Linked DNA regions of Anas platyrhynchos: region 2 is linked to region 1. The links are chromatin contacts, called in public Hi-C maps. All regions are on one chromosome and are shown on one strand. Each heading gives the region's core, a stretch centred on a gene start, on an enhancer-like site or on the middle of the called end of the contact. The rest is flanking DNA. Distances are from core to core; before and after follow the strand shown.

Region 1 (5,095 bases), core at 1,205-3,704:
CCTTTTCTGCCAAACCACCTCTTTTTGGCAGGAAGGACTGCCTGTGCTTTGGCCAGCTCAGTAAGATGTTGAGCTTAGCCACAGATGCTGTTTTTCAGTGCGAATAAAAAATGGTTCTAAGAAGTGTTACGCGTTTTTAGATGAATAAGTGTTTGTTCAGGGATCCGCACCAGCCTTTGGGATTTGCAGGCTGATGTCCAATAATCTGTAAACACCAGCAATACCACATCATTACTATCACCTTCACAAGTGGTCCTGACTCAAAGCAGAGTTTTTATTGCCGAATTGTTCCTATTGGCAACTCTTTTGTATTTACTGCTAACCAATTTCTGATCTAACACTAGCAAAAATGCATTCCCAGGCATCACAAAGGAACTTTTCTTTGAAGCAAGATGAACTAAGTGAACATGCCCCCGTTCAGCAGGGTAGAGATCAATTTATCCGTAAACCACAAACAAACCTGATTCAGCGCGCTTTATCTGTGCACACAGAACATTTCTATAGCTGCAGTGTTTTGGGGTTTTTGCAGCATCGCCTTTCATCACTGCAGCACCTGAAGACCTGTGTAGGCAAGGGATACATGAAGAGGAACAGATTCAAGTCTTCGAATGTGTCCAAAATCAAACAGGAGGCTTTGTGGCTGAGACAGTGGCAGACTCAAGCGCTCCTGCCTGCCAGTGTTCACTGCGTCGCCCCGCGATCATCTGCAACCCAAATTTCCCTGTGTGGCTGTCCCTGCTGTAATTCACTCCAGTTGTCTGTTTAATTAAAGGCGACACGTGGGACAATTGATTAACACAGGCTGCATTGTGAGATGGCTGCAAATTTCAATTTCAAATTAAAAAGCAAAGGAAAAGTCAGAGGTTTTCCTGTTTCAGCGAACAGTTGCCTTTTCATGCAAATAAATTTTCTTGGAGAAAAGGACTTTTGGTTCTCCCTGCCTGGTTGCACTGGCAGAGGAGGTGCAGCGGGGCTGTTTTCCATCGCTAGCATCTCCAACACAGAGGAACCTGCTGTCTGCCCGTAAAGTAATGCACATGGAAGATCTCTTGGGATGGGGATGGTGGCAGGACACAAAGCCTGATCTCGGGGCTGAATAATGTTTACTTCATCTGTGTTTGCTGCAGGGGTCTTTATTCCACTTGCTTTCTTCTGAGGAGGCACATGGAGATGCTGCATGAAAAATAAGCCCCTTCTGGCCCACCAGAGGTCCTAGAGAAGTGCTGCAAAGTCTGAATCAGAGCCAGAGCTGGAGATCTTACCAACAAAGGGAACCCTTTGGTAAAGTAAATGAACCAAATAAATAAATACTGACACACCAAATAAATTAATACTGATACATTCAGCAAAAAAGGTTTCAACCTGCTAGGAAATGATTGTCAAAGCATAGCCACACGTATCACGTCCTTCCCTGGAACTGCATGCATTGATGCTCTGGTGAGAAAACCTTAGGGAGATCCTAGCTGCCCAAATGGGACCTGAACCCACTTGTCAGCTGCCTGGTCAGCTCCTTCTGCGTGTCCCTTGTGCCCTAGCAGCAGCACAGTGTGAGCGCTGGATCCTTCTCAGAAGAGTTTCCAGGATCTCAAGGGTATCTTGTGTCTGCACACAAAATCATGCGGTCAGAATAGTGAGGACATCTGGGGTGGATTCATATAATTTCAAGATGTCTGAAGCTTTTCACCAATTCTGTCTAAGCCAGTCAGCCTGGGTTCTCTGTAAAATTAGCAGGAAAAAAATGTGGGTAGTCCTACAGAGTGATTCATCTGACCCTTTTTTAGACTTCTACTTTAAGATGAAATTATAGCCTCTGCTGACAGTAATGGGCATCTGTGGTATCTAACTTGGGTGGAAACATCTACTCCGTAAAAATTTGCATTTCATCCAAAAAATTCAGCCTCCAAATTGTTACGATAAAAATGTTGTGCATGGGCAGAGGAAACGCACTATATATGTAACTATACCCCAAAACTTATTGTTAGTATAACTGAAATCTTCACGGTCTAACTCAAGAATCACTATTTGTCTTAATCTAATTATCAGAGAAAAATAAATAATAAAATTTCCATATATAGTACAGAAAATATTTCAAAAAATAGTAATAACACAATTAAAAATACAACTTATGTTACTGGTTTATTCTTCCTCACTCTGAGATCCACTTTGGGTCATTTTCATGTGCTTGCTGATATTCTTTTACACTTTTCTCTTTTTTCAGGAGTCTACAGATCCATTCGCATCCAAATTTACTAGGTATGATGCCCTGTATGTACATCAGACTGTATTTCTTTTCTCTCTTTATTACCTCTAGTTTTGTCCGGCTCCAGGTCTGCATTTCTTTAACCGACCATGGGCAAGTCTCCAGAACCAGCCTGTGCCTCGTCTCTTCTCATCCCACACCAGCACTCTTCTGCGCCGCCTCCTGTATCTGCTCAAGGCTCCTGTGTCTGCGCTTCTCAAGGTCTCTGCTATCACACCAGGCCTGTATTTCTCTACACAACATCACTGTGTTAGAGTTGTATCTCATTCTTCACAGAACAGCTGCTTGTTGCTGCTGTTCCTATGGTCATAACACACAAAAATAAATGAAAGAGAAGCAAATTAGCCATAGACACCTGGACAATTGGAGAAATTGCTCTCATGGCTAAACCAAGTAAAATAAAGCTCAGGCAGGGCAAGAAAAGTTCAGACAAAGCAAAATTGGCAAGGCTCAGTCCTGGTAAATCCTAAACACAGGGAAAAGATCATGATCTATTTACGACCAACAGCAATACAGGATCACAGAGCACATTTACAGAAGACAAGAAACCCCTGTGGCACTGTGACACCCACAGTTCAGAAGAGCACTGAGCTTCATTCTGCTTCATCTTAAAACATTTCAAATATCAGAGTACAGAAAACTAAGGTGGATTGAGGCCCCCTGAAAAGCCAGATCATCTTCCTGGACCACCAGTAAGTGCTCCAGAGAGTATTTCACAAATGCACAGTTAAAACACCCTCGGGTTAACTCCCAGGGTTTTGGAAGACAGCTTCTGTGGAAGTCTTTGTATAAAATAAAGAGAAATCTCTTGTGACGGTCCCTAACTAGCAGCAGCATAGTACAGCAGTGGAAGGAAGCTGCAGGGTGTTTTTCCTGCTTTGAGACACCCACGCAACGCAGAACAAAATCTTGTCCTAACTGCTCTCCTGAGAGCGATGATGGGGGGCTCCAGGGAGCCACTTGTTTCAGCTTGCCCACCTTGGCTGAACGGGTAGCTGCAGTCATTTCCTTGCCTCCAAAAGAAGCTGTTCTCCTGGATCTCCTCCAAGCACTTCTGGAAAGCATATTCTTGCTTTTGAAAGAGCTCAGGCTACAGCATCTTACGGGTTTTCTCATGAACCCCAGGAAAAGACTTTCTGGGCATGGAAGTGCTCCCAGGGCTGAACTAGACTCAGGGGGAGACACAAAGGTGGCATATCATCCTCCTGCACCAGCACGAGCCAGGAGGAGCTCATGTCCCTACTAAGCAGGAGATAAGACTAAGAGAAATCACAGCTGGGCCCAGAACAACTCATTCAATGCAGGAGCCTTGTGCCCTCCTCCCTTATGGTGGTTCTGCACCCAAGTTATTACGCTAACACCTAAAATAGCTATTTCTGACGTATCTTTGTGAGCAAAATAGTTTCATACGTCAGCAAGATTTAGGAATACTGAAGATCTTGTCTTGACATGTGTTGCTCTTGTCCTGTGTATAAATATCCCTAGACTCTGGTTGGGTTGCTGGGGTTTAAGGTTAATTTCAGGACCAGGCTGATGCCCGTGTTCCCCACAGTGTGCACAGAGTGGGGCACAGCTCTGAGACCTGTGTGGAAAGAAAGGCCTGAGCTCATTTTGGGTGTTATCGTGCAGGGCCCAGCTCTTCACGTTATCCAGAGGAGCACATGGGAGCTGACAAGGGCGCAGTTTTCTCAGCTCGGTGGAGGTTTTGAATTACAGGCACCCTCAGAGGGCAGAATTTCTTCCCAAGGCCTCCCCGAAGCCTCCCCCCTGCCAGGCTCCAGCCACTGCCCCTCATCCTGTCCCCCCAGCCCTGACCAAGAGTCCCTCCCCAGCTTTCCTCTAGGCCCCATTTAGGTACTGGAATGCCTCTGTAAGGTCTCCCTGGGGCCTTCCCTTCCCCAGGCCCACCACCCCCAGCTCTCTCAGCCTGGCCCCACAGCAGGGTCCAGCTTCTCACCCCCCACCACCCCCAGGGCCCTCTCCTCAGGGCTGCTCTCAAGGAGTTCTCCTCCCAGTCTGGTTGAGGTGCAGCACCATGCACTTGGCCTTCTCAAACCCCATTAGGTTACGGGCCCACCTTCCCAAGCTTGTCCAGGTCCCTTTGGCTGGCATCCCTTTCCTTCTGTTGTATCAACCACACCACACAGCCTTGGTTTTAGGATCGCTCATTCAGTGACACGCATTCTTTCTGAGGAGGGGAATTCCAAACAACAGGATAATCTATCTTGCTATCCTACCCAAACCCCTAGAGAATGAGACATTAATCTTTCACCTGAGATTGCTGAAGCGGGAGATCTCCCATGTGCTGACAACAACCCCCTCCCTCCCACGACCAGTTTCTCTAGGAGAATAAATAAGTCACATTAAGAAAATCTCCAGACTCCACTTCCTTGGCGCCTGTTCCGACACGTAGCTGAGCTATAAGCCACAGCTATCTTCTGCTCAGCTGAGGGCAAACAAGACTTTCCATGAGAAAATAAATTAATTAATTAAAGAAAGCAGCTTTTACACCGCGGCTCCCCCTTCCCCCTGCCTCCCTGCATCTGAGGTCTTTGAATTAGGAGGTATGTCAGGCTTGTGGAACCAAGCCCAAACTTCCCTGAGAAAACAGAGGAGTCGAAAGCATGTTTTGAAAATAAATATCAAAGCTGGCAAGCGAGGCCCACAAAAAGACGGAGCTGGCATTGTTGGAAGCTGGTAGGAGCGAAATAAGAGGGGTTCTGCAAGGCAGTTTCACACAGGCCTCAGCACCGACAGAGCCTCCTGCCAACAATATCTGGGGAATATTGCTCAGAGACCAAAAGAAAGAGCATTGAGCCTCGAGCAGGGAAGAAA
Region 2 (5,095 bases), core at 1,926-4,425, 110 kb before region 1:
TTCTCCTGGGGCACGAAGAACCTCTATACATTAAAGCACGTAAGGATATGATTAACTGTAAGAATCAACTTTTCGCAAATTAGCTCATCTCCATGTTTTGGAGCTGGGCTGCAAAAGACTCTCACTGTCTTTCTGGGGTTTTCTGGTGGCTGCTCTGGTTTCTGAAAGCTGCTGTGCCTTGAGATGTAGCAGAAATTTGGTATGTGAGTGCAGTGGGAGTACAGGAATCTGCATCTTCACTGGGTACCAAGGCAGGTCCAAAGAGGTGAGTGTATTGCAGGGGTAGGGAGAAGAGGTCTCAGACCTCCCTGCTTTGTCACAGACTTGCTTAAGGCCACAAACAAAACCATTTCATCCATACAGCAACAGGAAACACGGCTGCATGACATTATAAGGGCAGGTATGAGTCAGCCTTGAGCCAACAACCATACAGGTTCTTCTCATCCTCTTCTCTTTGTGTTTACCCCCTTCTCACCAGACTAACACACACCCAGAATACGCTGGTCCTGCCACCACCCTCACATGCTGCTTTGCCAAAGCCCTGATATGGGGAAGGCAGAGCAAACCCAGTGTGTTTATACCCTGCAGCAAGACGTCCCATATTCTGCTGCAGCTCGCAGCCCCCAGCCAGGGACGTGAGATGTGTTGGACTTCCCCTTCATCCCAGTGGGTGCCAAAGCTGGCTCTGGCATTTATTTGCCATCACTATTCCTTGAGAAGATCAAAACAACCGGACATCTGGTTGTCCTTTACTGCCGTCCTGGTTTATGTCATGTCGTTCTTCCACAGCCTCATTTATTTTCCTTTTTAATCACCTCCGAGCCAAAGCAGCTGACACATGCTCATGCCCCGTGTAGCCCACGAGAGAGCGCTCCCTCTCTGGCAGACCACACACTTCTCCAACTGGTTAAACTGGAAAGAAGCTCATCAGGGTGGCTTGGTCCCTGGGCTGCTTTCCAGTCGCCTTCTCACCCCTAAATCCCAGCAAAGTCAGCTCCCTGGGAACCGGACACGATGCATTAGGTCTTTTAATTTTTATTATTTTTTTTTTTTTTTCCCAGGAAAATATTACTTCAGGACACAAACCCTTGTAAGCAAAACAGGAGACAGTGACAAGGGAGGGTTTTTCTCTTCTCCCAGCCACGCGTTTTACCAAGTGCAAGTTACAAGTCTGATTTGCCACTTTGTCATCCAGACTAAATTGTCACCAGCCAGACTTTGATCCTCACCGAGCAAGCTGAAAACAGTACTGGTAAAATGTATCTCAATGCCTTCAGCCTTTCTTTTCATATTTGGGGATTTCCTGTCCCAAAGAGCCTCGGTTATTCCAGTAAGCCAGCGCTTTGTTTCCCTGATTAAGCAGTGAGAGAAGAGCGGCGAGCCCCTCGCAATGTGTCACTTTAATTAAGTTTCCCTTGTGGTGAGTGTCTGAGGATGACAGACAGTTCAGAGGACTCCCCACACGCCAGACTTATCACAACCACTCCTGATTTTCTGCCATCCTGTGTGTTGTTGTTTTTTTTTTCTTTCCTGCTCAGACGATTGCTGGTCTCATCAAGCCAAGTGTGTACGAGCCCTCGCGCTAATGAGCGAGTCAGAGCGGCAGCCCCCCGCTTGCCCTGGCCCTGCAGCTGCAAAGTAATGCTATAAAAACACTTAATGAAGCATGACGCTTGAAAAACACCCCGGCTCCTTCCTCTGGGGAGAGGGAATGCCCTCAGCTGTGATTAAAGGGATGCTCAGCCCCAGGTGGTGGTGCCTGCATGGTGAGCTGGGTCTCCCACTTAGCTCCACGTAGGGCAGCGTTGGAGTTTGTGGTTGATAAATCATCCCAGAATCACAGGAGATAAGCTATGGGTTTGTCCCTCTTCATTAGTGAGGACAGAAGGGGAAGAACAGTTGATTTATCCCTTTACTGGTCCCAGTAGGAAGGAGGGGGAAGGAACTGGGTGTTTCACAGGGGCAGCCTTGCCCTGCCTGGCTGAAGGTTGCCCATTACCATCGCTCATTTCCATGTCCACTGGCAACTGGTGAGGATGGGGACTTGGGAAGGTGGGATGGAGGAGAAACTGGTCAGAAATCACTTAGGAGGAATGTGGTCAAGCACAACAGACAGGCATGGAGATGCATGGGATAGACAAGAACAACCTTGAAGGGGAAAACCAGAGAGAAACTGGACATGGCAAGGCCAGGGGGTCCTCATGCTTTGTGATTCTCAGCCTGCCATCACAATGACCATCCAGAGTGCTCATATCCTGATATAAATAATAAAATTCCCGCCCAGATGCATAAATGAGAGGTTCTTTCTGCAAATCACAGCTGTAAGCAGCATGGTTATATTTCAGATGGCTTCCATCTTCAGATTTTACCAAAACCAATGTGGAAAAAAAAAACATAGAAAGAGGGTAAAAGTGTTAATTTGTAAATTCTGTGTGACAGGGGTTTGGACTCTGCACCCAAGTGAATTCATTTTATTTCCTGCTCATGCAAAGCAATATCTTGTCCCTTCAAAGCTGATGATTGTGTGTGGGCATGGGAATTGTTGGACTGGGATGCAGGCATCACCGTACCTAAGCAATCAAGGATGCGGTAAGAAAGGTCACCTTGGATCTGTACCCAACTTTGTGATCTTCCAGGGACCTCCTAACATCCCTGTGCAAAGCCTTGAGGCTTCTCAGCACCTACTTTAGCGACTCTCTTTAGAGGGTGAAGCACCTTTCATCTGCAATTCTGCCAGAACTGGGCTGTACTCGTCCAGGAGCTGAGCACTGAATGCAGTCACCACTCCCTGGCCACGGGGCATGGTCTCCAGCAAGGTTTTTGTGAGTCGTTATCAGCAGCCTTTGTTTCTGAGGGTTTGTAAAATATACATGTCTCCTCCGGAGTTTATTTAGCTGGAACTGGCTTGTTGTAAACATCCAGTGAAGGATGGGAGTGCTATCCCCTGTTATTTCATTGTCTGGCAGAAAAAGGAAAAAAAAAGAAAAAAAAAAAAAAGGGGGAAAAGCAAGCAATTCCCTTGAGTGGACATCTGTGCTGATGCTAAAGGAGCTCCCAGCAAGAAAAAAAAGATACAGAAAAATCCCTGTTCTGAAGCAACTTAACAGTACTTTGCAGTAGAGAGGGGGCTGTATCAGAGCATCACTTCTCTGCAGTCCCTTGAACTCTGCCAGCCCTCTACCCCAGAGCCAACCCCCCTTCCATTCTCAGCACCCCTCCCATCCTAAGAAAGCCTTGTTCCAGGGCAGAGACACATTGTTCCAGGGAAACAAACCCTTGACACCATCTGAATCATTGACTAAGCAGAGCTGAGGCATTGTTACAAAGGGAGATAAAGTTTATTGCTAGCCAGATTCCAGTCTGCCCCATCACAGTGTCAAAAAAGCTTTGTATTTAAACTCATTTAGCTTAGTGATGCTGCTAGTTTAGCTCAGAGGGAGACAGGGAGAGATGATGATTTGGCTGTATCATGAACAAAACTAAATGTCCTTGCTAACTTCATGGCCTGGAGGTCGCATAGGCAACTGCTGCAGTGATGCATGAAGCCAAACAGATGAGGGTGAGGGCTTTGGGTCCTCTCTCATCAGTGTTGGAGGCATCAGACAGATTGTGGCTCAGGCTTCAGCATAATCAAGGCTTGATTAAGAGCTAGAACATGTCCCCCTCTGGATGTAGGAGATAGAGGGAAATAGGAAGAGCTGGAGAAGGTGGCATTGCTGTTTTGTTTCCCTTGACAGTTTGCAGCCATAGATAACTGCTATGGCTGAGAAGTTTTCTTCAGCAGTAGGTTTGGATGATCCATGTTTACTTATCGTCCTGAATTAGCCCGAACCAATGCCACCGCATGATGTGGTAGGTGTAGAAGGGTCAGCCCTTTTCTGCTGACCATCTCTCTTCCCAGCTGTGACATCTTCAGGGCCTCTGTCAAAGAGAGCTCCCTCTCACTGACTTTGGATTGGCCTCGAGCCATCCAATCCAGCTGTCCCATGCCAGCAAACAGATGAGGCAATGCCCAAGTGGTCTACAGAAGAGCACAGGCCAAAGGATGTTCCTGATGGGCAGCATGGAAAAGTCCACTCTGTGCTGGGGCGAAAGAACCAAGCCATATGGACACAGCCTGAGCAGTATCATTTGACCACAGGGCTAGAGAATCACAGAATCACAGAATTTCTAGGTTGGAAGAGACCTCAAGATCATCGAGTCCAACCTCTGACCTAATACTTATAGGTATTTGGGTCTTACTTATAGGAATATTGCTTAGGAGAACAGGTGATGCAGTCATACAGCCCAAAGAGGTTCATTAAAATAAATAAATAAATAAATAAATAAATAAATAAATAAATAAATAAATAAATGCAAGGAATGTCACAGCTTCCCAGAAGCCATTATAAAATATCTATAGGAATTATAGATGCCTATAGGAAACTAGACGCCTTCAGCAGAAAAGCCTGAAAGGCAGAAGAACTAGAAAGTCATGCAACAAGATGGTTGGAAGACTCAAGAATTTGCACTTTTGTAGGAATCAGGCACTGGTTATGTTTTTTAATCCCCCCCCCCCCCCCGTGCCTGTATCTGGGGTTGGATTCACATTTAAGGTTGGTGAAAGCGTGTCACTTCCCCAGACAGCAGAAGATAAGTGCCTGCCCCCGGTTATAGCTGCCCCATGCTGAGGCTTGTTTTATGGGTAGAGTAAACCTCTGCAGCAATTAGTTATGCAGAGAACTCTTGTGCTTAACTTTTAAGCAGCATAGATTTCCATATATGTCTATTGTATATGCAGAAGATCATTAAATTTTTATTGTGCTGTTCTGGAAGAAAAAGCAAACAACAAAACACAAAACAAGCCAACGAGCAAAAGTTTGAATATAAATGGGGTATGTTTACCTCGTATGTGATAGTGTGACCAGAGATGAAGCAGAGGTGTTTTGAAGCTGTTTAGCCAAAAGAAAATTAAAAGTCTTGCCTGAGAGGAAAAGGGTGAAATCTCAGAGGTCTCTGTTGACACCCATGATGGATAACGTTCCAGATGCTTCTAATAAGCCTCGGGCTAACTAATGGATGCAGTTCTGCAATAACGCCATCAACAGTACTAGAA

What was found. Hi-C and Micro-C count contacts between places; a contact is called where the count stands out from the background.
Region 2: a contact with region 1 is called in a Hi-C map of skeletal muscle, with 6 times the contacts expected there. The contact joins two enhancer-like sites. A contact is called at or near these places in 5 of 8 Hi-C or Micro-C datasets (F1 follicle, liver, skeletal muscle and 1 more).

Annotation. Positions count from the first base shown.
Region 1 is chr1:204,326,915-204,332,009 of IASCAAS_PekinDuck_T2T, reverse strand. No RefSeq gene overlaps it. Among named protein-coding and RNA genes, the nearest start is that of ACER3, 11 kb to the right of the region's middle. Within about 2 kb of position 2,454, at least 3 of the 8 cell types and tissues checked have an H3K27ac peak or open chromatin away from gene starts, as enhancers often do.
Region 2 is chr1:204,438,256-204,443,350 of IASCAAS_PekinDuck_T2T, reverse strand. No RefSeq gene overlaps it. Among named protein-coding and RNA genes, the nearest start is that of GUCY2F, 12 kb to the left of the region's middle. Within about 2 kb of position 3,175, at least 1 of the 8 cell types and tissues checked has an H3K27ac peak or open chromatin away from gene starts, as enhancers often do.